2 separate regions of the Bos taurus genome follow, and region 1 is linked to region 2. Evidence: chromatin contacts called from public Hi-C data. All regions are on one chromosome and are shown on one strand. Each heading gives the region's core, a stretch centred on a gene start, on an enhancer-like site or on the middle of the called end of the contact. The rest is flanking DNA. Distances are from core to core; before and after follow the strand shown. Region 1 holds the start of CEP57 (centrosomal protein 57). Region 2 holds the start of CCDC82 (coiled-coil domain containing 82).

What was found. A called contact is a pair of places that touch in the nucleus more often than the background predicts.
Region 1: a contact with region 2 is called in a Hi-C map of liver, with 2.2 times the contacts expected there. The contact joins the promoter of CEP57 here to the promoter of CCDC82 in region 2. A contact is called at or near these places in 2 of 11 Hi-C or Micro-C datasets (liver and an unstated tissue).

What each region holds. Positions count from the first base shown.
Region 1 is chr15:14,487,203-14,492,596 of ARS-UCD2.0, reverse strand. CEP57 (centrosomal protein 57) reads left to right here and starts at 3,983. Exons shown (of 11, transcript NM_181450.1): 1 at 3,983-4,027. The coding sequence starts at 3,983. It overlaps FAM76B (family with sequence similarity 76 member B), which reads right to left and starts at 2,740. Exons shown (of 10, transcript NM_001206303.1): 1 at 2,654-2,740; 2 at 1,739-1,803; 3 at 599-653. The coding sequence starts at 2,740.
Region 2 is chr15:13,850,585-13,856,483 of ARS-UCD2.0, reverse strand. It overlaps CCDC82 (coiled-coil domain containing 82), which reads right to left and starts at 4,494. Exons shown (of 10, transcript NM_001046094.2): 1 at 4,421-4,494; 2 at 3,945-4,125; 3 at 2,112-2,195. JRKL (JRK like) reads left to right here and starts at 4,577. Exons shown (of 1, transcript XM_005215769.5): 1 at 4,577-5,899. The coding sequence starts at 5,187.

The DNA of each region.
Region 1 (5,394 bases), core at 2,734-5,233, 640 kb before region 2:
CATCATATATAAGTACAGATGATGCAATGAACAGATGAGTTTTCAACTAAAAAATTTGGCACAAGCAAATTCAACTAAAACATACCTTCATTTTCTTTGACATTCAAGACAACCCAGATTTTAGAAAGCCTTAAGGCCAGCAATTTTACTAATCATGACTGTAACATACCAATAATGAGTGCAATATACATAAAAGAAAAGAATTATACTAGGATAACTTCTTGACTTTTGAGACTAAATGCCTAAACACTGTGCCATATACAAAAACTGTCAGAGATTCTGAGGAAGGTGGAAAATATAATTATGCAAATTATGAATATGTAAGTTCTCTAAAATCAGGAGTCTGTTGTATTTGAGTCTTTAAAGAATAAGATCATAAACATCACATTGAAATTCAATATATATAAACATGCACATAATATGACTGTTTTAAAATGCTGTCTTCCCAGTTGACCCTCCATAGAAAGTTTCTTTCCTGAAATATTTTGCTACTTTGAAACATTTAAAAACACAGCGATATATTTTTTTTAAAAGGTGAACCTTTGTGAAAACATTAACAGATCAATGCCAATAAGATAAAAATATAAGATATACTTACAGTGCCAAATTGCTTCACATTTTGAGCACACTTCTTACAAATTGTATTAGTTTTGCTGAAAAGGAAATTGTATATAGATGATGAAACTTAAGCAGCACAATGTTGAACTAAAGCAAGTAGTCAAAGTGTACTATCAGTAAAAGTGTACTATTTGCTTTAGTAGTACTTAAAACTTATTCTAACACAGAGAATTTTTCAAAAATACCAACATAAGATCTTTTCAGGGCTGTGTATTATCTAAGTTTACTCCTCTTAATTAAGATAAATGTTTTTACATGTTTTTATTGCATATTTTAAATGGAAACAAAACTAAAATTTTATTGTTTCCTATTTACACATTTACAATGGCAATCTTCACACTTGCCATTATGTATGCACAGAATCAGTGCCTACATAACCTTTCATTGTTCGCTCTTCACTATTATGATACTCATACCTACTTGTGAAGACATTCTTCTTCTTCATTATTCTTTTTATAAGCTCTTCTATGGGTACTGAGGCTCTAACAGGAATCACTCCATTAAAAGATATGTGTTTTTCTTCCACTGGTGACAAGTTACTAGACTTTGCTGTAGACCTTTCCTCAAGTCCATGTCAGCACTAACATTCTACCTTTTTAAGTTTTTTTGATGTGGGCCATTTTTAAAGTCCTTACTCGGACTTTAAACAAACAAACATTATTTGTTAAAGTACTGTTTCTGTTTTTGTGTTTTGTTTTTTGATGGCCTGAGAGCATGTTGGATCTTAGCTCCTTCACCAGGGATGGAACCTGCACCCCCCTGCATTGGAAGGCACTTAACCACCGAACTACAAAAGATGATCCTGTCATTTTTTTTCCCCCACATCTTAACAATAACAATTGATATTTGCACTTTTCATTAGCAAGGCTGTATATTTTCCTTGCAATATTTTTTATTTCCTCAGGTATAAACTATAGCTGTAAAATACTCATTAATTTTTGGTGAACATTCTCTCTCCTACTATGCAGAAACATGTAGTAAGTGCTTACAACTAAAATTTTGAGAAACTAAAGCATTTTATTTAAAAAAGCTTTAATATATATATGGGGTTACAAGCCTCAAGTATTCCTTACAGACAATACTTTGCCTTTAACAATCAAAAACTGTTCAATATACAAACCTCTCTTGTTGAAATTCTGATCTGCAGTAAGTACATTTTACAATTGGATGTGCAATCCGACATTCCTGTAATAAGACAATATACTAGTCAGTATCTATCTCGAAGTCCCAAATTTCACTTTTCTGGTGGAGAATTATTACTCAACCTAGTCAAATGCCTGAAATGTCAATAAAATCTGTCCCCCAACGAAGACAATTGAGTGATTTTATCAAGTAAGTGGCCAATTACAGCATAATTCCTTAGGGAAGGCTTAGGTGTCTTTGTCTTTATTAGATGTGGGGGGTACTCAACAGATGAAAATTACAGAACGCTGTCAGGGCCGACCCCAAGGACTGGTTAAATGTGAAACTACTTGTTATTTTGCACCGTCGCTCACAGACAGCATCCCGGCTTTAATGGGATGGGAGGAGCTCCAAATCTTAGAGCATTCTGTTCCCAAGCCAGACGCTTCGCTTTCCCGGACAGGGAAGGAGGATGCCATCAGCTCTGCGGCTTCGGGTTCCTAGCAAGAAAGTGCAAACACCGTCCTCTGCCTCCCGGTGGAAGGAGAGGACAGACCAGACAGAAAACCGAGAGGAAAACGTCTCCACCCCGGGGTCTCTGCGGCATAGACAGGTGGCTGCCTCACGCAGCCCCACCCCGAGACCCCCTCAACGTTGCTGGGGCCCGGACCCTTCTCGGGCCGCCTGGAAGAGGGCACGGCTCTGTCCTCCTCTCAGGGGCTTTCCCAGCGGATGCCCAGGTCCTCGGAGAACCGGGTCTCTGGGTGAGGAGGCGAGAACTCCAAACCCCCAAAACGCCAGCGAGGAGACACAGGGGGAGGAGTGGGGGGGGCTGCAGTGCCACACGGGCACCCAGCTCCCTCGGGCCACGGCCGAGGAAACCCCGCCCGCCCGCCACCCAGCGCCCACGGACCTTGCAGAGCTGCTGGCCCTGGGAGAGCTCCTCGAAGGGATAGCGCTGGGTGCACTTGGTGCAGGCGTACAGGGCCGAGGCCGCCATCCTGCTCCTCAGCCTCCTCCTCTACCGCCGCCCGCTCCGAGGCGGGGCCCCACGGGGAACTCGGGCGCCGCCGCCGCCGCCGCCGCCGCCCGGGCCGCGCGGGCTCCTCCTCCTCCTCCCCCGCCCTCGGCCTCGGCCTCGCGCCCACCAGACCCTCGCCGCCAGAGCCCGAGGCCCCGCGGCCACAGCCGTCTCCCTCCGCCTCCACTTCCGCCCCAGCCCACCCAGTGACGCCGTCCCAGCCGCTCCCGCTTAGGCCCCGAGAGCGGCGGAGGGAGACGAAGCGGGGAGTTTCGCTGCGGTTTAGCTGCGCGGCGGCAGATCCGCTTCCTCCTCGGCCTCCCCTTCCCCACCCCTGATTGGCTGAGGCGGCGACTGCGTCACTCGGCCGCCCCGCCTAGCTTCTGACCCCCGCTACGCCGGGCGCGCCCACAAAAGGAGGACGTCGCTGGCCAATAACAGCCAGACGGCCTCAGCGCGCGAAAGCAGCTTTAAACTTGCCCCGCCCCGAGGCCCCGGTCGCGGCTATTTCCAGCAGCCAGTCCCAGGTTTGCGTGGGAGCTCCCAATCTAATTGGGCAGTTGTTTGTGGAGGTTTACTCTCTGCCCCGACTCTTTTTTTTTTTTTTTCTCCCCTTGACTTCCATTGGACCAAATCTCTAGGCTCCTCCTTATCGTATTTGTTATTGGCCGAAAGGGAAGTACCTCACCTGGAGAGGCGTCCCCGGGTCAAACTCAAGCTCTCTCCGGCGTTTAGCCCGAGGGAAGTGATGGAGAGTTTTGAGCTTCGAATTCGGTTTTATTTTATCCCATTCGACTCACTCGCCACTGGAGACACCAAAACCCCTCGCCCAGGTTTCCCCCTCGAGAAGGCCCGCCTCTGCGCAGGAGCGCCGCCCGGTCGCCCGCCGCGTCCCGGCGGCGATCTGTCAGCGACGAGCTACCTTGTGACGTCACCGAGGGAAGAGGCGGGTTCTCCCGCCAGCGGAAGACGCCTGCTCTCTTGATTGGCTGCTCAGGACGTCCGTTAGGGCGTGTGGTCCTTTCCGTGTGCGCTCCGAGCGTGGGCGTCCCGCTGGGGGTGTGTGGCAGGGGTTTCCAGACCCGGCACCAGCACCCTAGCTCCTTCCATCAGGGGTTCGGCTCAGGGTCGCCCCTGGCGGGCGGCTCGCGAATCTTGAAGAACAGCCACGCGAACCCAGAGCGTGCCGGGGCTGCGGAGCTCCCCTGGGCGGGCTGGAAGATGGCGGCAGCATCGGTCTCTGAGACTTCGGCTTCTCAGTTCTCGGTAAGAAGCCGTTGACCTCCGAACAGACCCTGAGTCGGTCCCAGTGCCCCCTGTGCATTATCTCACTTTTCAGAGCGCTCTCGGTCCCGCGTCTCCCCCAGTCCGCGGGGTGGCCCCGTTGCTGCCTCGGCGCCCACTGCTTCGTTTGAGGCTGCACCCTGCAATTGAGACGACTCAGGTCTGTCTCTCCCCCCCGTCACCTTTCGGCGTAGCCGCCCTGGTTTGCAGAACGTTGCCTGGACTCGCAGGGATGGCTACCTACACCTTGGCCCGCGAAAACCGCGTTCCCGGGTCACGTGGGTGTAACGGCCCCTCTTGGAAACTCCGAGACCAGGTGGGCGCTCTAGTTCGTCGGCTTGATTGGCAGCTATTGAATTGTACGCAGTCGAGTGCTTCTGCGGATTTCTTTGCTTTCAGTGCCTCCTCCCTTCCTCCCAGAAACTTCGATTTGTGCTTAGCCTACCCCGAGCGCGCGCGCGCTCTTCCCGCTTCCACCATATTACGATGACCCCGGGTTGCAAATCAGCAGGGAGAGCTGATGTTAAATACTGTATTGGCCTCTAGAAGAATCGCTAGCCTGTTAAGGTACTAGTATTTTGTTGGAGCGGGACCCTTCGCATTGGGAGTAGATAGGCAGTAATGAATGTGCAGAAGTTCAAGTTAGCTCTTTATCTAGCAAACCTGAGTGGCATACAGACAGACTCTAGGATTACACAGATGAATAGGGGAGAATCCTTGCTACTAAGGAAGAAAGCACTGAAGAGAAGCTACATGTAATTAGGTTGTTACACAGTACAGTTTGATAAATACCAACCTGGTAGAAGAACCTACGTTAAAGTGATTAGCAGTTCTTGGGGTGGGGAAGATGAAACTAGCTGAGTGGTGAAGGAATAGGAAATGCTTGTCCCAGAAGACGCAAAGGGAGGAGAAAAAGGCACCGCAGGCAATTTGGAATATGTGTCAAGACAAGTGCTTTCAGAAAACTTGAAATAATTTGAAATAGGCAGAGGTAGTGTGAAGGTAGAGTTCGGTTAGGTGAATTGTTAAAATATGACAAAAGAGGGAGAATATTAGGGTAAGATTGTCATAGAAGTTAATGGGGAAAAATTTAGGGAGACAGTAACAGCAGAATCACTTTGGCGAAAATACACCTTTTCCCAGTTTCACCTTTTGGTGACTGTTGCTAAAATTTGTTTTACTGAGGCCAGAAGTGGTTTTCAGGGTTTCAGCACAATGAAGGCACAATGAAGTGTGTGGAGAGGTGAGAGAAGATTAACAGGAAAGAAGGAAGGTGACAACTGGAGTTATCCAGGAACTAAGTCAGTAAAAGGGAAGATAAAAGACAAGCTTAGCCTATTACGTGTAAG
Region 2 (5,899 bases), core at 3,245-5,744:
AACAGAGCACAGTGTTTGGAAGGAAAACAAATGCTCTAAGTTCCTGATTCAGAAAAGGGTGAAACAAAGTGAAAGTGTTAGTAACTCAGTTGTGTCCGACTTTTTGTGACCCTATGGACTACCGCCCGCCAGGCTCCTCTGTCCATGGGCTTCTCCAGGCAAGAATACTGGAGTCGGATGCCATTCCCTTCTCCAGGGGAATCTTCCCAACCCAGGGATGGAACTTGGGTCTCCTGCGTTGCAGGCAGTCTTTAACACTGAGTCAGCAGGAGCACCATCAAAATCATCCACAAGTATAAAGGAACAATTAGAGACAAGCTAACTAGAAAAACAGTAACATATATATATACATATACACTTATACTTCTATGACTGCTAAGGAAAAGAGAAATATGATCACAATGCAATGAGATGACCTCAAAATACTCATGTAAGAACATACGTATTTAACTGAGTGCTATCTCCTTTAAATAAATCACTTTTGAGGTTGTATTGTTTCAATATTTCTACCATGGCACAGAAGATTTTGGAGATTTTCTAAAAACCATAGTTTCAAAAAATATGAAAATACTTACACTTTGTTTTTTATACCAAAGAGAGGTTTAAATATCCACTTTATTCACTTGTCCTAGTCAGAAGGGACTGTTACCAGCTTCCAGAAATAAAATCCAATTTGAAAAGATGAAGACTAACTACTATTAAAGATATTTTTTAAATGTGCTACAAACTGACAGTAATTCCAAAACTAGAATGTCACATCTTTTTTTAGCAATGGAAGTGTTACTGAACCAAGTAACACTCCCCAAGATGTTTATGGCTCCCCAAGATGATTACTTTTTTTTGGTGGGGGAGAGATATCACCTATTTGATTGTACAGATTCTGTTATGTTTATAAGACAATGTAACTGCTTCTATAATGGTAACAACTCGTACAAAATAAGAACAACAGTTGCTAAGACTATACAAAAGAAATTATAATGTAGGCAATCTTATGACAGTAACTGCTACAAAATACATTCAGCATTGTAACAGTAATCGAACAAATCCTAGTCCATAGACCAAATATTCTGCTATTTGAAATTACAGTCAGATTGCATCTTCCAGAAGATCTGTATTAATATCAGCAAAGAATAAAACTGTACCCTTTTTTTTAAAGATCTCTATATTGCTTTTCAAAGTATGGATTTTTGTACACTATAGTGCTTCAAAATATGTCCATCCAGTTTCTCTTTCAAGTTTTAAACATATTACTGTTTCTTTTTATTAAGCACTAGGTAAATTATGTAGATTGTATTTTGAAGCCATGTAGTACAAAGAAGTTGGAGAAAGCAATGGCAACCCACTCCAGTACTCTTGTCTAGAAAATCTCATGGGCAGAGGAGCCTGGTAAGCTGTAGTCCATGGGGTCAGGAAGAGTCACAGGATTGAGCAACTTCACTTTCACTTCTCCCTTTCATGCACTGGAGAAGGAAATGGCAACCCACTCCAGGGTTCTTGTCTGGAGAACCCCAGGGACAGGGGAGCCTGGTGGACTGCCGTCTATGGGGTCACACAGAGTCGGACACGACTGAAGTGACTTAGCAGCAGCAGCAGTACAAAGTATTTTTAAAGAACATATAGTTATAAATTTGCACAAGCTAACTTATATGTACTTTTCACTGTAACAAGAAGGTAAGGCTGTTTTATAAAAATCTCTCTGAATTGGGAGAAATAATGGAAAAAAAGTTTATGAAAACCAAAGACAAATATGGCCTCAGCAGACACACAAAGAATGGGCAGTAGGAACACTAAAGTAAAAGATCATTTTTATTAGTACTCAAAGCAGTTTCATACACACTGGATGTTTATCTTACAAAACTGTACCATGTGCAAAACAGCTATTTATCATATCAAGAGGTGACTCCTGATGGCAGAAACAACTAAGAAAGTCACACTATACAAATACCTGTGACTGCCACAGAGTTAAGCTATTAAAACACCCTTTATGTATAGCAATTTTCAGTGCATTTTCAGATATATCTTAAAGTCCTGACAATGATCCTAGAAGGAAAATATTATCTATCTTCAATTATAAAAGTCAAAGCCAAGGACGTAGATTTTAAATGACTTACCAAAGATCACACAGCTCGTTAGTGACCGAACAGGGATTAGAAACCAGGTCTTCTGATTCCCAGTCCAGCGTTACACAATGACTGCTGCCAATATTATATGTGTACAAAGTAGGAAAAGTTATGCTTTCAAAAAGTCATTACTGTATCTCTCATTCACGCTAAATTTTAGTTTCAGAAAATAATCATTAAAATAGTCTTAGTAAGTTTACAAACATGCTTTTTAAATTATGTAACTGAGCACAGGAGTTAGGCCAGAAACTATAAATTATTTATCCAAAACGCAAAACAAGAATGTGCAACAGAGATGAAAATTTGAAGGCTTCCCTCTACCACCATACTGATGACACCGATCACAAAATTTAAGGGATTCCCCATTGAATCCAAATGTAAAGATTCCAAAGAAAGGTAGTCTCTGGTGAGAAAAAAATTGATTTTGGAAAACTTCAGTGTTGAATATTGAGGAGGCAAACTTTATATAAACAAATAAAATTTCATTTGGCCAAGTGCCAAATTTCCAGGGCCTCTTTCCTATTTCAAAACTGCTGTTTAATGTCAATAATGTCCCAAATTCTGTCATTGAAAAAGATAATTTGATTATGGCTGGCTCTTTTTTTAAATTGTGGATACTTTTACTTTGTGAGCTGGGGAGAGAAGAAGGATGACAGAGGGAAAAGGTGAGTGAACTGAACTTGAGGAGACAAATGAAAGGTTGATGGTAAAACATCTCTTGAGCATTAGAATTCACTCAGAAAACAGTCCAGGCAAATGGATGTAATTTCTACATAGGCTGAGTATACACTCAATTTCTTGAAATCATTGTTTAAGCAAAGTTTTAATAATACCTTACCTTTTAGGCAAAGAGAAAAACAGAGGCTCCAAACAGAAAGCATTAAATAAGTGAATGAAGATGATCAGTACTATCGCATCTTTGTGCTTCATGGTTAAAATCACTTAAGATGCACATACTATCTTGTCTGCCAAAGAATGTCAGGGCGATAACCCATAAGCCTTATGCTCTTTCTCTAACACAGGGGTAACTAAAGGGGGTACTTTGATGCTACCTGAACTTCTCATCAGAAGAAATATCCTTTATTCTAGATTTTGAGATTAATTTATCAAAAAAAGATTCATTCTAAGAATCACCCACTTGCCCTATGAACAATGTAGGTGATAGTTTAAAAATTAAAAATTTGAAAGGCAGTGGAACTCCCACCATTACCTGAAATTCTACCAGAAGGGATGCGCCCTATCTGAAAAACATGACCCCTCCTTAAGGTTTCCTTTTGTATGACAGTTTGGACAGGAAACCGTAACAAACCAAAGCACTGAATGCATATACTATGTGCTAGCACCAATTCGGAGCTGTGGCGTTTCTCAAGAATTTAACGACACCGTCTCTGCTCCCACGGAGCTCACAATCTGATGAAAGGAGCATCTAAACAAGCCAGAGTAATACATGATTTAAGGACTACAGAATATGATTCCTTTTTTTTTTTTTTTTTTGCTTTTACCGTATTGCTGGGAACAAATGTATCATAGTTCTTCCACTAAAACAGGGCAGCACTACACGACAGAAGTAGGAAAATAGCAAGAAATATATAGAAAAAGCCAATGTCCCCCACTGAGGCTCACAGTTCAGTATTCCACAATTTCGCATACAGTGAATCCTGCCAGCTAGCATCCCGGACTACTACAGCATTCACCGAAGTCTATAACCCTGAAGACGGTTCGCTAAATAGAGTGGGGCTGAGGGGCTGAGGAAGGAACAGAGCCTCTCGGAGTTAACACCAGAGCACAACACCAGATACTCTGGTTGTATCTCGTGATACAAACCTGGCTCCTCCGCGGGGCACAGACGCCTGGCGCAGCAAGCCCGCCCGCCCACCACTCGCCACCTGATGGGAAGGGCGCCGCAGCTGGGACGCGGGACCCTCCGACACGGCTTGGCGAGAACCCGCGCGGAACGTCACAGACACCCAGAGCTTACAGGAGCTCGACCCCCAGAAACGAGAACCTGGAAACACCAGAGAAGCGCGCGAAGTCACCCACTGCGTCCCGCCCATCCGGCCGGCCCACTTCCCCTTCGCGGAAGGAGCGGGCGACCAGCCCGCCGCAATCCCCGCGGCGCGCGCGAGGAGCGAAGCGCAGGGCGGGGAGCAGTCCCGCCCACCCCGAGAGCGCCCGCGGGAACGTTTCCCTCCTGCAGGCTGCGAGGCGCGGCTTCCCCCGCCCCTCGAACAAACCGTCAGCAGCAGAAGCGAAAGCGAGTCCCCGCCCCAAGGGAGCCCGCGCCGCCCCCGCGCTCTCACCTTTCAAACCTCCCCAACCTCCGCCTCCGCCTAGGTACCCAAGTCCGGACAGGCGACGTTCCCCCTCCTTCCGGGAGCCAAGGGAAGTCCCGCCTCTGGGCGGGGCGAGGGGCGGGGTCGCGTGGCGGGAGGGGGCGTCTTCCGGGAGCGTGCGCTAGTGGGAGGAGCGGCTGCCGCGCGTTAGGCAGGGCGCCGCCGAGGGGTCCTGGTTTCGACTGAGGTTGGGAGAGGGTCTCGGCGGGCTTGTGAGGGGCCGGGAGGACTGTGCAGACTAAGTAAGCCCGACGCGGGGAAGTGGGGCTTGCTGTGGAAAGGTCTGGTTGCTGGGGAAGGAATCCAGCGTCACGTCCCTCTGGGGAAGGGGGCCAGTCCCCGACTCCCTGACTCTTCCGCTCTCGGCGGTAACTTTGGGGTGTGGCAGGGGTTAGTGACGGCTGTTGACCCGCGATCTGGGCCTGAAGGAGGTTTGTGGTCGCGATGGGGAGATAGTCTTTCTCGAGGCCTCTGGGGGAATAAAACAAATGTTTGTAATCCGGATTATCCGCGGTGACTTGGGCCTCCTCTGCTGCCCAAGTAAAGTTAAAGGCCTGAGCCCTGAAACTTCCGCCGGCCAAGCCCAGCTAGGGACGGGGTCAGGGCCACCGGGTTCCCTGTGAGGTTGAAAGAGTGAGTGTGTAAGGCTGTGTTAAAGTGAGTCAGTGAGAGTAGGTAGAATTTTGTGGGTTGCTTCCGTGTGAGTGTGGGAACTGAGTCCCACAGCCTCACCATGTCAGGGAAACGGAAGCGTGTGGTGTTGACCATTAAAGATAAGCTTGATATAATAAAGAAACTTGAAGATGGAGGTTCTTCCAAACAACTGGCAGTGATTTATGGAATTGGTGAAACGACCGTTCGAGATATAAGGAAAAATAAGGAAAAGATCATAACTTACGCAAGCAGTTCAGACTCCACAAGTCTTCTGGCTAAGAGGAAATCTATGAAACCATCCATGTATGAGGAACTGGACAAAGCGATGCTAGAATGGTTCAACCAGCAAAGAGCAAAAGGGAATCCCGTGTCTGGACCAATTTGCGCAAAAAGGGCAGAATTCTTCTTTTATGCTTTGGGAATGGATGGTGATTTTAACCCCTCTGCTGGTTGGTTAACTCGTTTTAAGCAGCGGCACAGCATTAGAGAGATCAATATTAGAAACGAAAGATTAAGTGGAGATGAGACTGCTGTGGAGGATTTTTGCAGCAACTTTCGAGACTATATTGAACGAGAGAATTTGCAGCCCGAGCAAATCTACAATGCAGATGAAACTGGACTGTTTTGGAAATGCCTGCCTTCCAGGACTTCGGTAATCAAAGGTAAATGCACAGTCCCTGGGCACAAGTCAATGGAAGAAAGAGTCACTATCATGTGTTGTGCCAATGCAACAGGTTTACACAAACTTAAGCTTTGTGTTGTGGGGAAAGCAAAGAAACCTCGCTCCTTCAA